Regions from separate parts of the Rattus norvegicus genome. Here region 1 is linked to region 2. Evidence: chromatin contacts called from public Hi-C data. All regions are on one chromosome and are shown on one strand. The core of a region is the stretch at or near the end of the contact, and the rest is flanking DNA. Distances in the headings are between cores, read along the strand shown.

What was found. Hi-C and Micro-C count contacts between places; a contact is called where the count stands out from the background.
Region 1: a contact with region 2 is called in a Hi-C map of liver, with 2.2 times the contacts expected there. The contact joins the enhancer-like site here to the promoter of Rsf1 in region 2. A contact is called at or near these places in 3 of 12 Hi-C or Micro-C datasets (kidney and liver).

Annotation. Positions count from the first base shown.
Region 1 is chr1:161,360,317-161,367,676 of GRCr8, reverse strand. It overlaps Rsf1 (remodeling and spacing factor 1), which reads right to left. Exons shown (of 16, transcript NM_001427468.1): 3 at 966-1,058. Among named protein-coding and RNA genes, the nearest start is that of Rsf1, 60 kb to the right of the region's middle. Within about 2 kb of position 4,951, at least 2 of the 93 cell types and tissues checked have an H3K27ac peak or open chromatin away from gene starts, as enhancers often do. A contact at or near this core is called in liver, where this site is marked.
Region 2 is chr1:161,302,354-161,309,183 of GRCr8, reverse strand. It overlaps Rsf1 (remodeling and spacing factor 1), which reads right to left and starts at 5,524. Exons shown (of 16, transcript NM_001427468.1): 1 at 5,319-5,524. The coding sequence starts at 5,517. Aamdc (adipogenesis associated, Mth938 domain containing) reads left to right here and starts at 5,931. Exons shown (of 5, transcript NM_001108493.1): 1 at 5,931-6,068.

The sequences.
Region 1 (7,360 bases), core at 3,702-6,201, 59 kb before region 2:
GCTTCCCTATCCTGTTACTGTATCTCTAAGCAGAAATAACTGACAAGACTGTAAAGATCCTTAAAAATACGTGCGTGCCGTGCACATGTACTTTTGTGTGTGTGTGTGTTCTGCTCCTACGCACGAAAGCCAGTGATTAATGTAAGGCGTGTCTTCGTAGACCATTCCTGATTCTTATTCAGACAGGTCCCTCACTGACCCCAGAGCACAGGGCTTTGCCTGGCATACCTATCCAGCTTGCCTGCCTAGGGCTGGGTTCATGGGCAGGCTCACACCACCTGGCTTTGTAAATGGATTCTGGAGATCTGATACCTGTTCCTCATAACTGAAAGGCAAGGACTGTATCTGCAAAGCTATCTCCTCAGCCCTTTTAATCACTGAAAAACAAGAAAAAAAAAATGAAAGAACCTATTGTTTCCTAATCATAAAATGTCTACCCTTCCCCCACTGCTTTTTGTTCAGATATAAGAAACAGCCCAGGCTGGCCTCAAATTTAGGACCTTCCTGAGTCAGCCTCCAAGTACTGAGAATGCAGGTATGTATATCCATCCCCAATTCTCTTTTACTTTGAAAAGTTTGTATCGCCTGTATTTACTTATTTAGCAGGGCACTTATGGCTCACATATGGAAGACAGAGGAGAACTCTGCAGACTCATTTCTCTTTCTACCAGTAAGGTCTCAGGAACCCAAACTCAGGCTGTTAGACTTGATGGCAAATACTTCTACCCACTGGACTATCTTGCTGTCCCATAGTTTACTTACATTGTAATTTAGGCATCAAAGTAACTTTTTTTTTTTTTTTTGGTTCTTTTTTTCGGAGCTGGGGACCGAACCCAGGGCCTTGTGCTTCCTAGGCAAGCACTCTACCACTGAGCTAAATCCCCAACCCCTCAAAGTAACTTTTGAACTAAAATTACTATAACAAATACATGCATTACCTTTTTTTTTTTTTTTACATGCATTACCTTTAAGAGTGCTAGTTTGCATTCAACACTCATTTCAAGATAGCCTTTCTTCTCCATCTCCCATGCCCAGGTACTGTTAAACTCTTGGCATATCTGTAAGAGAAAATTAATAGCTCAATACATGAAAACAATTTTCATTGGTGTTTACTGTACTTTGGATTTGGAATGGCACCCAAAGGCTCAGGTGTTAGAAGCTTACTAGTTTAGTAGGTGGGGCTAGCTGTAGAAGTAGGTCACTGAAGGTCAATTACTGTTCCGGTTTATTGTGCCCACTTCTGCTTCTGGGAGCACATGGGAAGAAGAGCACAGCTTTACCACAGACTCCCCAAAAATGAGCTTTGCCTTACCACAGGCCCAGAGACAGAGAGCTGAGATTGTGCACCCAAACCTCTGAAACCATGAGCCAAAATAAACGTTCCCTGTTTAGGATGGTTTTCTTAGCCATTTTGTCATCACAAAAAAGTTGAATAGAGATAAACATTGGTTGTTCTTCTATGATTATGTTGTGTTCTTAATACATATATAGAGAAAAGAATTCAGAATGACAGGCCAATCCAATTCCAATTTACATTGCATACTACTTAGACCCATCAGAAATATTTACTAATGCCTATAACAACTTATGAAAGAATCTCTGAGGAGGAGAAATGGTTAAGAACACTTGCTACTCTTGGAGAGGACCCCAGTTCAGTTCCCAGCACTCACACGATGGCTCGCAAACATCCATGATTCCAGTCCAGAAAGATCTGGTGCCCTCTTCTGACCTTGGAGGGCATCAGGTCCATGTGTGGTGCACAAACATATATACAGGAAAAACACATAAAATAAACATACATATATAAAAAGTAAAATAAATAAATCTAAAAAACATTAGCAATGACGTGGAAAAAGAATCTCTCTTGCTTCAACTTTGTATGTTTTATGGATATAATTTTTTTCATGTGAGAATAATTATTTGATAATCTTTCGAAAGGAAGGCATGGGTGACAGCTTATTCACTTTTATCACTAGACAGAAGTTCAAAACCATCAAATTCTACAGACATATTCAATAGAAGGTCTCTTCAAATCGGCTTTCTCTTTATTCTCAGTACAGTAAGAACTCCAGTGCCTTCTTTTTACAACTTCAGTAACAGGCTTTTACTTGAATGTTTCAGGATTCTTTTCCTACATAAGCACTTTAGCCAAATCAGAGCCACTGTAATGGACTGAAGAGAAAAAATGTGGAAATGCTCCACAAATTAGTACAAATTAGGTGTGGGACCATGTCTGCCATCCACCTGCACGGAGGTGCAGTGAGAGGGACCACGAGGTTCAGACATGCTTGTGTCACATAACTACACAAAGAGTGGAGTCAGTTCTGTCCAACAGACCTTCACCGAAAAACTCTTCCTTAGATTCTTCATAAGAATCTAGGAAAGATTCATGTGCTAAGTTCCAGAGATATGACTTCTCTGACCAAATGGTTGTGTTTGTTTTCAGCAATAACCAGGTAATGATGACGATGAAGATGATGACACTCTTGGATGCTGTGCATTTGCCAATGTCATGGAGTTTTTATTGTTATTGTAACAAGTAGCAAAATGAGGGCCAAAGCAGTAGAAGCAAACAAGATAAGAAACTGTCCTGGAGCCAGGGTATTGGTTAAAACAGAGATTTGAAAGAAATACACAAGTAGACAACAGAGAAAGCTTTGGCAACCCTCTTTATCCAGGAACAGGAGTAGGATGGACTTCCTGGAAGGGGTACACTTTCCCAGCTGTCCCTAGTGCTATCTTTTACTAGTAAAAAATAATAAATAAATGGTCAATATAAGGCAAGCAATATGACCAAGAACTATACAGAAAATGGTAAAAGTCTCACAGAAAGGATAAATTCCCCATTTCCTAGAATTCCACCAAATTCCCTCTAATTGACAGCACATTTTTGTATATGTATGTATGTGTATTCATGTAACAAAGCAAATAAAAACCTAAGGGTACCATTTAATGAAGAGTGTAGATGACACAGGGTACACATGAAATGACTGTGTATTACAAGCTAAAGTGGCAGGATCTGGACAGGTAATCACAGCAGCAAACGACACTAATGCTGAGGAGTCTACAGCAGTCCTAGTCTGTTAGGTAGTACAGCTACACAGCAGTCAGCTTCCAAATGACAACGAGTTACCTCAGTACTTAGCAACTCCAAGAATTTACATAGGGAAAATAAAACATTAAAAAAAGATATTATTTCCAATAGCTAAAAGGAGGAAGCAACCCAAATGTCAACAGAAAAACAGGGAAACAAAATACAAATCCACATAGTGAAATTGCATATAGCCTTAACAAGGAATGAAGCACAGACGGTGATAGGGCTCAGCTGCTTAGATTATAGTTCACAGGGGTCACTTAAGACCACCAGAAAACCAGTATGTACATTATGATTATTAACAGCAGCAAAATTAGTTATGAAGTAGCAACGAAAATAACTTTACGGTTGGGGTCACCACAACATGAGGAAGTGTATTGAAGGGTTGGATACTAGGAAGTTTGAGAACCACTGCCTTAGACCTACCACCAGTCTCCACTCCACAAAGAAAGGGAAAATAACAAGCGAGCAAAGCAATAACAACAAAATATATGGCTGCCTGGATGAATCAAAAACATGCTAATACAAGAAACCACACAAAGGGATATACTACAAGATCCTATTGATCTGAGAATGTCTAAAATACTGAAATTTAAATTCAGAGACAGAAGACAGATAACAGATGTGATGAATAGTGCTGCTGTTGGTGTCACAGAATCTACAATCATCAGGACACGCCTGCCGTGGATTATCTTGGTTATAAAACTTGAAGTGGGAAGACCAGCCTACTATAGATGAACCAACTTTCCAGCTGGGATCCTAGACCAGAGGAACAGAGAAAGAACTGAGAGTCAGAATGCAATCACTGGATGCCATATAAACAGCTGACTCAAGCTCCTGCTGCCTGGACTTTACCATCATGATAAACTACCTCAAACTGAGATCCACAACAAGCCTCTTCTCCTTTAAGCTGCTTGTCAGTATTTTATCACAGCAACAGAAAAGCAACTGAGACAGCAGGAGGAGATGGGGTAAAGAAGCAGGAAGTATGACCTAATGGGCATGGCTTTCCCTTTCGACTGATGAAAATGTTCTGAAATTAAGATAGGTTATAAACTCCTTGCAACTATACAAAAACAAGTACAAGAACAAACAAAACAAGACAAAAACACTGAATTGTTTATTTTAAAAGTATTAATTTTGTTATTTTGAGATAGGGCTCATGTAGCACACACTCCTCAAATGTATTCTGTAGCTAAGGCTATCCTTGTGTCTCTGCCTCTCAAGTGCTTGGAGCACAGCTGTGTGCCACTGCACCTGGGAAAGCATCAACTTTATGAAAGGTAGAGAAACATCTCAAATCTTAGAGTGGACTGTGTTGCTATCCACAGCAAGGAAATGGGCAAAGAGGGGTAAACAAGGAATATAACTCACATTACTCTCTCTAATCTCTCTAATAATTAAAAATGTATTTCAGGGGGCTGGAGAAATGGCTCAGGGGTTAAGAGCTCCGACTGCTCTTCCAGAGGTCCTGAGTTCAATTCCCAGCAACCACAAGGTGGCTCACAACCATCTGTAATGAGATCTGGTGTGTCTGAAGACGGCTACAGTGTACTCCTATACATTAAATAAATAAATAAATAAATCTTTTAAAAAATGTATTTCAAATGCTACCAATAGAAGTCAGCTGCCACCAATAGAGATGTGGATATGAAATACACTGAAAATTATAAATCTAGTTCTATATTTGCATATATTTTTAAAGTATGCTTCGCCAGAACTGAGCTATGACTACCTCTGCCTGTTTTAGAAACATCAGTTGTTCAGGAGAACTGAAGCAAATATCAGAGTGCAAATAGTGACAAGGTCTCACTTAGTACGGGAGGGCAAAGATGAACAGAGGTGATCTCTGGGCACTGTAACATATTTCAGCTGACAAAGTGCGTACTTAGTACACATGAAGCCCTGGGTTTAACCTCCAGCACTGCATAAACCAGAGGTGGTGGTGCACACTTGTAATCCTAGCACTGGCAGCTGAAGGTCTGAGAGTCCAACATCACCGTACTGGGCCAGTCTGAGGACAACCTGGGATACAGGAGACCCTATCTTAAGCCAAGGCAACCAACCATGACCAAAAGGAAGGTTCTGCACCAAGAAATCAAACTGATTGACCAATCAATTGATAGAAAAATCTACAAATACAAGACTACAGGACAGAAATACCAATACAACCAATGGAGGAAGAGAGACCTAACAAAGGGTTTCTTCAAGTAGTGGCATTTATGAATCAGTGGCACTGGGATCAAAAGGATAGGCCAAACTGTATAAAAATTGCTTTTTCTTATGTGTGAGAGTACGTGTGTGCACACACGTGTATACACATAAGTCACACGTGTTGAGAAAAAGAAAGACAAGACAAAGAGAACTCCAAGTCATTTGATGTCGTGACCTATGTGGACACTCATACAATAATGGCAAGCACACACACATACCACATACACACAAATACCACACACCACACACCACACACACACACCACACACCACACACACACACCACACACACACACACAGAGGACTTTTTTTTTTAACTGATCCTTTGTAGCCTTTTTTTATCCCCATTTCACTAAATTCTGCCCTGATTTAATCACCTTTTTCTGTCTACTGATTGAGGGTTTAACTTACATGAAAGTTTAAAATCACATAGCTTGAGTTTCAAATCTTGCCTCTCCCTACCAGCAGGGTGATTTTGTTGAGTCAATCACCTGTTCGACTTGGACTTGCAGGTTCTTCTTCTGTAAATGGAGGTTTGGGGCAAATAAAAGACAAGGGATGTGCCAATCACATACTCGCTGTGTCATGCCTCCATTATATATATGCAAACCTGAAAAGAATTCTAGAAAGCCATAAGAAGAATCAATTAGAACACAAGAAGGAGTTAAAAGAGCTAGTAAAAAAATAGTATGCTAGTCATCTTCAAAATGTAGGTAAGTATTGTTTACCAACACTAGCTTCAGTCATGTGTATGGAACAGGTGTAAGAGGTAAATACCATTGTTAGTGACAGATGCATTTTAATTTCCCATTTTTATTTTCTAAGGGTTAAGCATGTATTTTGCTAAACCACTGCTAATGTTATTATCTATTATGGGAGTAAATTCTGAATCTTCATAGCCTATATTAATATGACAACAGACTTCATTATGTTTTTATACATTTATATAATGTATATTTTAATAATTTTTCACCTTTGTTTTTTCTGTTTTATTTTATGCATATGAGTGTTTTCCTGCAAGAATATATGTGTGCCATATCTACAAAGTCATATCCTCTGGATTAGAGCTCCAGTCAGTCATGAGCAAGTATGTGATGCTAGGTACCAATCGTTGGTCCTCCAACAGAGCAGCAAGTGGTATGAATGGCTCAGCTACCTCTCCAGCCCCCAAACTCAATTTATGCTCACTGCTTTACTGTAGATTAGGCAGGTTATGGTGATCAATTCATCTCTTCCTCTTCTGCCTTCTTGCCCCTCCCATTCTGCCAATCCTGCTCTTTCCAACCAGTCTTACCTCTGAGAGTAATTATGTCTTTATATGTGATATTATCTGTGCTTGTGTGTGTGCACAAGTGTGCACATGCACCTATGAAATGTGTGTGCAGCACAGCATGCATTTTAAGGTCAAAGGACAACTTTCAGGAGTCAGTTCTCTCCTTCAAGCAGGTCACTGGACTTGATGATAAGCTCCTGTACCCTCTGTGTCTCTCACCAGTACCAACAGTGAATAGTCTGAAGCTAAGATTCTTGCTTAAATCTAGAGAAACCTATTGTATTAATTTTATCTACAGTGAATACTTATATACAGATATTAAGTATTTTATGTATAATAAATGTTTAAAATAAAATTTACCATTTTAACTGCATAATTCACAGTTATTATTAATTTTATTTAGGATTTTGAGTAGCCATTACTACTTTTCACTTTCTAAAACATTTCTTGGGCCAGGAAAATGGCTCAGTTAGAGAGTATCTGCTCTGAAAGCATTAAGCTGTGTGTTCAGATACCCAGTGCCCATGTAAAAGGCAGGTGTGCCTCTAACCCCAGTGCTGGCAAAGCATAATGGCAGGCATCTGGAAAGCCTGCTTCAGAATAAATCAGGTGGAAGCACGACTGAGGAACACACCCAACACCAACCTTTATCCTCCACATGCACATATACACATGCATGCCCACAAGCACACGCCATTTCATAATTCAAGTAAATTCTTGAACCATTAAATTCTCCTCTCATGTTATAGGACCTGGGGTAAGCTTGTCATCTAATAGACA
Region 2 (6,830 bases), core at 4,275-6,774:
CAGCCCCTGGTCAGCCCCTAAAGACAGTCCCTAAATAACCAGAAGACTAAAAAAGCAGGCCTCTTTGCATTAAGAGTTTCACATTAACCCAACCTTTTCTGTTCCAATTAATTAGCTCCTGTCCTAGGACAATGCAAACAGCCTTCCTTTCCACCTTTATAACTGCAGGCTTCCTTGATCCTGTGATGTACCAAAAACACACTGCATAGTGTCAGACACAAGAGAGACCCTGGCTCAACAGCGTGGAACTCAAAGACAAATAAAGAATCTTACTTCTTCAAAGTCAGAAGTGCCAAAACTGGAAGTTTTCAACCAGGCTAGGCTCTTGCCTCAGTAAGGACATTGACCAATGACCTGCCATTATAAACCCATGTGTGTGTACACTTCTGAGATATGCTTAAATTAAAAGACTGTGTTACTGGTTTCAATGCTCATCTTTTTACTTCATCAAATTCATTCAAAACATAAAAAGTACTATCAGAGAATTTATTGGAAGAGAGAATGTGAAGTTAGAATCATAGTTCACTGAAATATGAAAGACATATCCTTTTATGCTTGACATCTAGACTACAGAGTTACTAAGTACAATAGATGAGAATTGGCCTAAAGCTTCAGTAGGCTACACAGTGTCATAAACATGAGAGAACCTGTTTTGACAAAGTGGATGGAATTTAAAAAGCAAGAATTAGCTCTTGAAAGTTGTCCTCCAATTTCCATACCATGTAACTCATATGCATGTGCACCTACATTGTACACACACACACACACACACACACACATACACACACACACATGACACTTTACAATCTGACAAAAAAATATCAACCCTTATTTTACCTGTATCCCACAGTCACCTACTTCCTGTTAGCAGGAAGCACTTCAGTTCCAGACTGAATACAGAGCCGGGCAGTGAAGCAGAATGCGTAATGCCTTCACTTAGAATGCCCTTTTCCTATCCCAGCATCAATTATGAATCTGTTCATGGGGGATAGTTTAGGCCAACTTTTCAAACCACAGTATAAATAACACCAATGGCCAGGTGTATGTGCTTGAAATCTATCTCTTTGTCTTAATTTCTCTCCCTTGTAATTTAAATGAAACAGTTGTTCTTTCTTTCCAGTCCCAAAACTTAGTAATGGTCTCTAAAGCGGCAATTCCCAAGCATCACAGATTCATGATAGTCTCAGTGTCTCAGTAATTTTCTTAGAGCAGCTCTATGCCAAAAAATAACATCAGTTCCACTTATTAGGTACTTGGAAACCATTGAAAATTAAATCTAGGGCCTGGAGAAATGGCTCAGTGGTTCAGAACCTTGCTCTTGCAGAGGACATAGGTTTGATTCCCAGCACCCACATGGTGGCTCAAGTTCCAGGGGATCTGATGCCTTCTCCTGACTCCAAGGGCCCCAGGCACACATGAATACATGTGAAAACAAACAGGCAAAACACTCATACAATTAATCATTCTTTTTAAAAAAAAATAAATTGAATTTTCAACGGTTTTATTTTATCTTTAAACAACCAGAATTACCTATTGAGAATTACTATGGAGTACATAACAACTTATCAAGTTTTGGAATTAGAACAGACACTGGTTCTATTTTCTGTTCCATGAGGCCTTTCTTAACTAAGGAACAAGGCACTCTAAACTGAAGCTACAATATCAAATTAAAGCTTACAGACAACTAAGAAAAAGATCACAAAGTATTTAAACAAGGACAAATTAGTAAACTAGTTTCTACCTAAGAATGCTATGCTATTGCTAAGTCTACCTCAATAAATGCTGTATTCAAGTATTTAACCCCTTCCCATACCCCCAGTTGGTAGAGCAGAGAACTGAAAAGGACAAATAAAAGCGTATTCTAAGGGCCAGTCCCATAAAGTATTTTTAAACACTCTCTCTCTCTCTCTCTCTCTCTCTCTCTCTCTCTCTCTCTGTCTCTCTCTCTCTCTCTCTCTCTCTCTCTCTCTCTGTGTGTGTGTGTGTGTGTGTGTGTGTGTGTGTGTGTGTGTGTGTGTGTCTGCGTGCACATGCGCACTCTTTCTACACACATGCCAAAAAGCTCCAGTAGTGGTTAGAGGGCCGCTTGCAAGTGGTTCTTTCTTTCCTTCCACTCTGTAGGTTCAGGGAATTAAACTCAGATCTTGGCTTGGCAACAAGAACTAGGCATGGCAACAAGCATCTTTACCCACTGAGCTATCCTGCCAGCAAAATTAACACTTTGTTTTTTTGTTTTTTTGTTTTTTTGTTTTTTTTTTTTTTTTTTTTGCTTGTTTGTTTTTTGAGATAGGGTTTCTCTGTGTAGCCCTGGCTGTCCTGGAACTCATTCTGTAGCCCAGGCTTGCCTTGGCCTCAAAGATCTACTAGAATTAAAGGCAAGTGCCACCTTGCTCAGATTAATTAAAACTTTTTAAATGGCACAGAGCTGTTTCTTAATAAAACTTATACAAAGTAGAACTCACTTGATTATGACAGACACCCCCATACATTCCTAGTTACAAATAATACATATAAAAGATAGGGCTGGAGAGATGGCTCAGTGGTTAAGAGCACTGACTGCTCTTCCAGATGTCCTGAGTTCAATTCCCAGCAACCACATGGTGGCTCACAGCCAGCTGGGATTTGATGTCCTCTTCTGGTGTGTCTGACAGCTATAGTGTACTCATAAAAAATATATATTTTAAAAAACATATAAAAGACACAGTATCTTTTATCTGAAAAATCTTTAATTAGTACAAAAGTATTTATAAGTAGTTTGTTTATAAAAAAAATTGTAACATTTCATTTGACTCTTAGCCACTATCTTTGTCTACTGAAGAAAGTGAGGTCCATATAAATCAATCAACTTGTTCTATAACCTATATATTACATTGCTCAACACAAACCCTAGTCTTTTAACCCTTTCTAGTATCTCCAAATCTTTCCCCAAAAGACTGAGTCAAATCTTATTAGCTGAACGACTGTTAAATTATGCCATAATCCAAGTTTGAAAATCTTTTTCCTGTGCAGTAAAAACTTTCACCTTCAGACTTTTCATTTGCCACATGTCTTGAACCGTGTGACATTAATTAACAATTATTCTTAGATTTCCCCACGACAGATCTATTATTATCAGTCCTCTTAGTAACTATATTGATGGCAATGCTGTGTGTGGCTGAGCTAAAGGATTCCTCTTAGCCCAGCTTCTTTCCCATTTCTGCTTAGTTAATAGCCCAAAGTTCAATGCTAGAAATACCAAACCTATTCTAATAACTTCTCTTTCAATACTAATACCAAGAAAGCACAATGATTAAAAATTAAGGAAATGCAAGCTTATCTGCTATTCAAAATGCAATGGCACCCCCAAAAATTCATGCCTGCCTCTTAACTTGGCCCAAATAAATTCTAAAAACATTTCCCCTCAAGTTCTCACATTTTCTGACAAATAAATTACTAATATTTTTAAAGCATCCTAAAATTAAGTGAGTAAATTAAAATTATACTTCACAGTGACTACTTGCTTCAAAAAGAATATAAATATAATTTGATAATGAAATACACTAGAAGCTTAATGTTTAAAGAAATTCTGTAAAAGTCTTAACATAAAGTAATTTAATTCCGATTTCATAGTTTAAAAAAACTAGCCTTTTGTAGCCAGAGAGTCTAAAAAATGTGAACTAGCAAAGAGGTGTAGAGCCTGGTGTAGTGACAAATGCCTTTAATCCTAGCACGCAGTAGGCAGAGGCAGGAGGATTTCTAAGAGTTCCAAGACAGCATGGTCTACAGAGTTCCAGGACAGTTTCAAAAGAGAAAGGGGAAAGAAAGTATACGACCGCTGTACTAATAACTGCTGTAGGATTAATACTTAATAACATTGTATATCACACATTTTTCTCTACAGGGTAATACCTTGAATGAGTTCACACTCGGGTCTTTCCTTAGCTATGTAAATACATATCATATCGGAAACATAATTTCTATAGAGAACAAAAAAGCAACTCAGCTTTCTTATAAAGGTCACAGCTATCATGCCTGTACAATACCCAGTCCACCCTGGTCATCTACGCACAGATCAAAAGAAAAAGAAGAAAAGAAGACCTATTTGGAAAACGTTTCTTCTTCTGCCAAGGGCTGTAGCTAGACAAAGGCAATGTTCGGAGTACACAAATAAGCCTTCTCTAAGGGAATAAAGTACCAGAAAAGGAGCGGCATGGATCGAGATTAATAGGGAAGAGGGTTAGCACTCAACGTGTGAGGGCTGCAAGCAGCAAACACCGCGTTGAGATGCTCTAGCAAAAGAACCACCACCACCAGCAGCAGCAGCAGCAGGAAGTTTCAATGGGGCCGGGCAGAGCATGCGCCCTGCACCCGCGCGGTGGCCTTATGTGGAAGGAGCACCACTTGCGAACACCAATAATAGACCAGCGGCACCAGAGAGAAACATGAGCAACAAGCACCTTCTTCAACTGTTTCCCCAGCCGTCTGAGCCCCTCCTCCAGCCTACAGACTAACCACCCCACACCAGCCAGCAAATGGAAGAGTGACTTCTTCTTCCCTTAAGCCCTATAGCCGAGATAGGGGGAAGGGATAGAGAAAAGTGGAGAGATGCTTTTCTATTATTTTGGGGGAGGTGGCGAGGAGAAAAACTATGGAGGAGGAGATATTAACCCTCTCCTCCCCAGAGTGGAGAAGCTGGGCCGACTTCATTTCTCCTTCCTACGCGAGAACGGGGGGAAGCCCCCTCCCTGGTCAGCGGAGCAGATCTCCCAAGGAAGGAGTTTGGGGGGATTAGGCCAGCCTCCAGGGGGACGGGAAGAGACAGGAACCGACTCCCTTGGGGGAGTTCCCACCACCGGGAGAGTGGAGTGTCCGCGGGCCCCCGCCCACTCAGGTGGAGTGAGCGGAGGGGGCGCCGGGAGAAGATGGGCCCAGCCTCCCGGGAGACGGTGGAAAGGATTGGTGGGAGGAGGGGAAGAGAAAAGCGCAAAGCTGGCCGGAACCTGTGCTCCCCTTCCCCCGCCACCTAAAGGGATAAGAACTGGAAGCAACACCGGCGCGGGGGACCCAGCCCCAAGCGTCAGCCCCGCACAATACCCCCTCCTGGGCCCTAGCCCACACCGGGCCCGCGACGCCCCCACCTCCGTCCCCGCGGGGCACGGTGGCCCTAGGGGGCCTCCGCCCCGCCTCCCCAGCACCCAGGAACCCCCCGGGCTACGCGGAGTAGGGACTCCGCGGAGCCCAATCCCTGGAGAGGGCCGGCCGCAGAGCCCCAAGGTATCTGTGGAGAGCTAAAGCGCGCCAGGGCCGCTTCCCGCCGGGCGTACGGGCCGATCGCTTACCTTCTCCGTGGCCGATGTCTGGCGGCGGCGCCTGCAGCACCCGCTCCAGCTCTGGGAACGGCAACTCGGGCAGGTCCAGCAGCGGCCCGTAGCGTTCCAAGAAGGAGCAGACTACGGCGAAGTTGGGGCACGAACCCGGGCAGCCCGGAGGAGCCATCGCCGCTACCGCCGCCGCTGCCGCCGCCGCCACCGTCGCCATTTTGAACTGGAGGATGGAGGAGGAGGGGATGGGGGAGCGGGAGGAGTTGGGGGGGCCGAGGAGTGGCAGGGTAGCCTTATGGACGACAGGAGGCGCTCTCGAGTGGACGCCCCTGCGGATGCGAGCGTCTCCGGCCAGGCGCCGCGATCCCACAATACCACGCCGGCTCGGAGCAGTCGAGAACTGAGTTAGATCGGGGACAGAGAGGCACTCTGGGCCCTTCACTTTCCGCCCTCTTCCCGTCCCCTTCCCTCTACGACTACTCGGCTCCGACTCCTCCCCTCCCACTTCAGGGTTGCTACTGCCTCGTGTGACAGGGGGAATGAAAACAAGGGAAGCCGGGCGGAGAGGCGGGCTGCGAGTCTGGGGGCGGGACTTTCTGAGAACGATAGCCAATGGGGGGAGGGGGCGGAGCTTCGGGTGTCAGCTGGCAGAAGGCTAGTTCCAGGCCTGGTAGCTGAACGGCCGTGGCTCAGAATCTCTCAGCTAGCTGCAGGGAGAGGTAGAGCGCGGAGCCGACTGGAGGAGCAACCGAAGAACAGAAGCGCTGCGTGAGTTTTCTGCGGGATCCGGGAACGGAGACGACCAGGAGAGAGAGGGGAAGTTGAAGAGAGACACTAAGACGCAGAAAAAAGGAGAATGGCAAAGGGAAAGAGGGGAACACCACTGTGGGGAGAGGTTAGGAAAAGGAAAGGTGCAGCTGTGGCTTGGCGCGGGACCGTGAAGAGAAGTCTCTCAGAAAGTTTGCTGAGGGGTGTTGCCCTCTACTGAGTGTTGTGTGACAAAACTTTTCCTGGGGAGACGGTAAACACATTTCACCTCAGATAGGGCTCCCACCAACAGACCAAAGTACAGATAACACCAAAGTCCAGTTTGGCGAACCAATACGTTTTATTTTTACAGCAATATGGATGAGGGGTTACTTAGAGAAGCAAGAATGACTCAAGGACAGCTACATCCCCAGGGCCCACACCAGCATGGGTGACAGATTATAAAAACTGGGAACCTCCAGCACCCTGCACAACCTGCAGGCAGCTCAATGGGTTGGCGTGTCCTTTCCAAGTAACTCTGGTCTGAAACTCTTGCTCAGCTGGCTTCTGCTTCTTCCAGGCAGTTAGTTAGTCTGATGGCAGAGTCGTCTTTGCAGTACAGCTTGTCTGAGGTGCTTTATTGGCAGCTCAGCTTCCTTTAGTCTGAGAGAGACTCTCACCTTTTATTGTTTACTCTGACAGAGAAGGACCTAATGAATCTGGTTAGTTTCAGGGACTTCCTGGAGCTGTTTTGAGTTGTTTTGCTGCCCTGTTTTAAGAGCT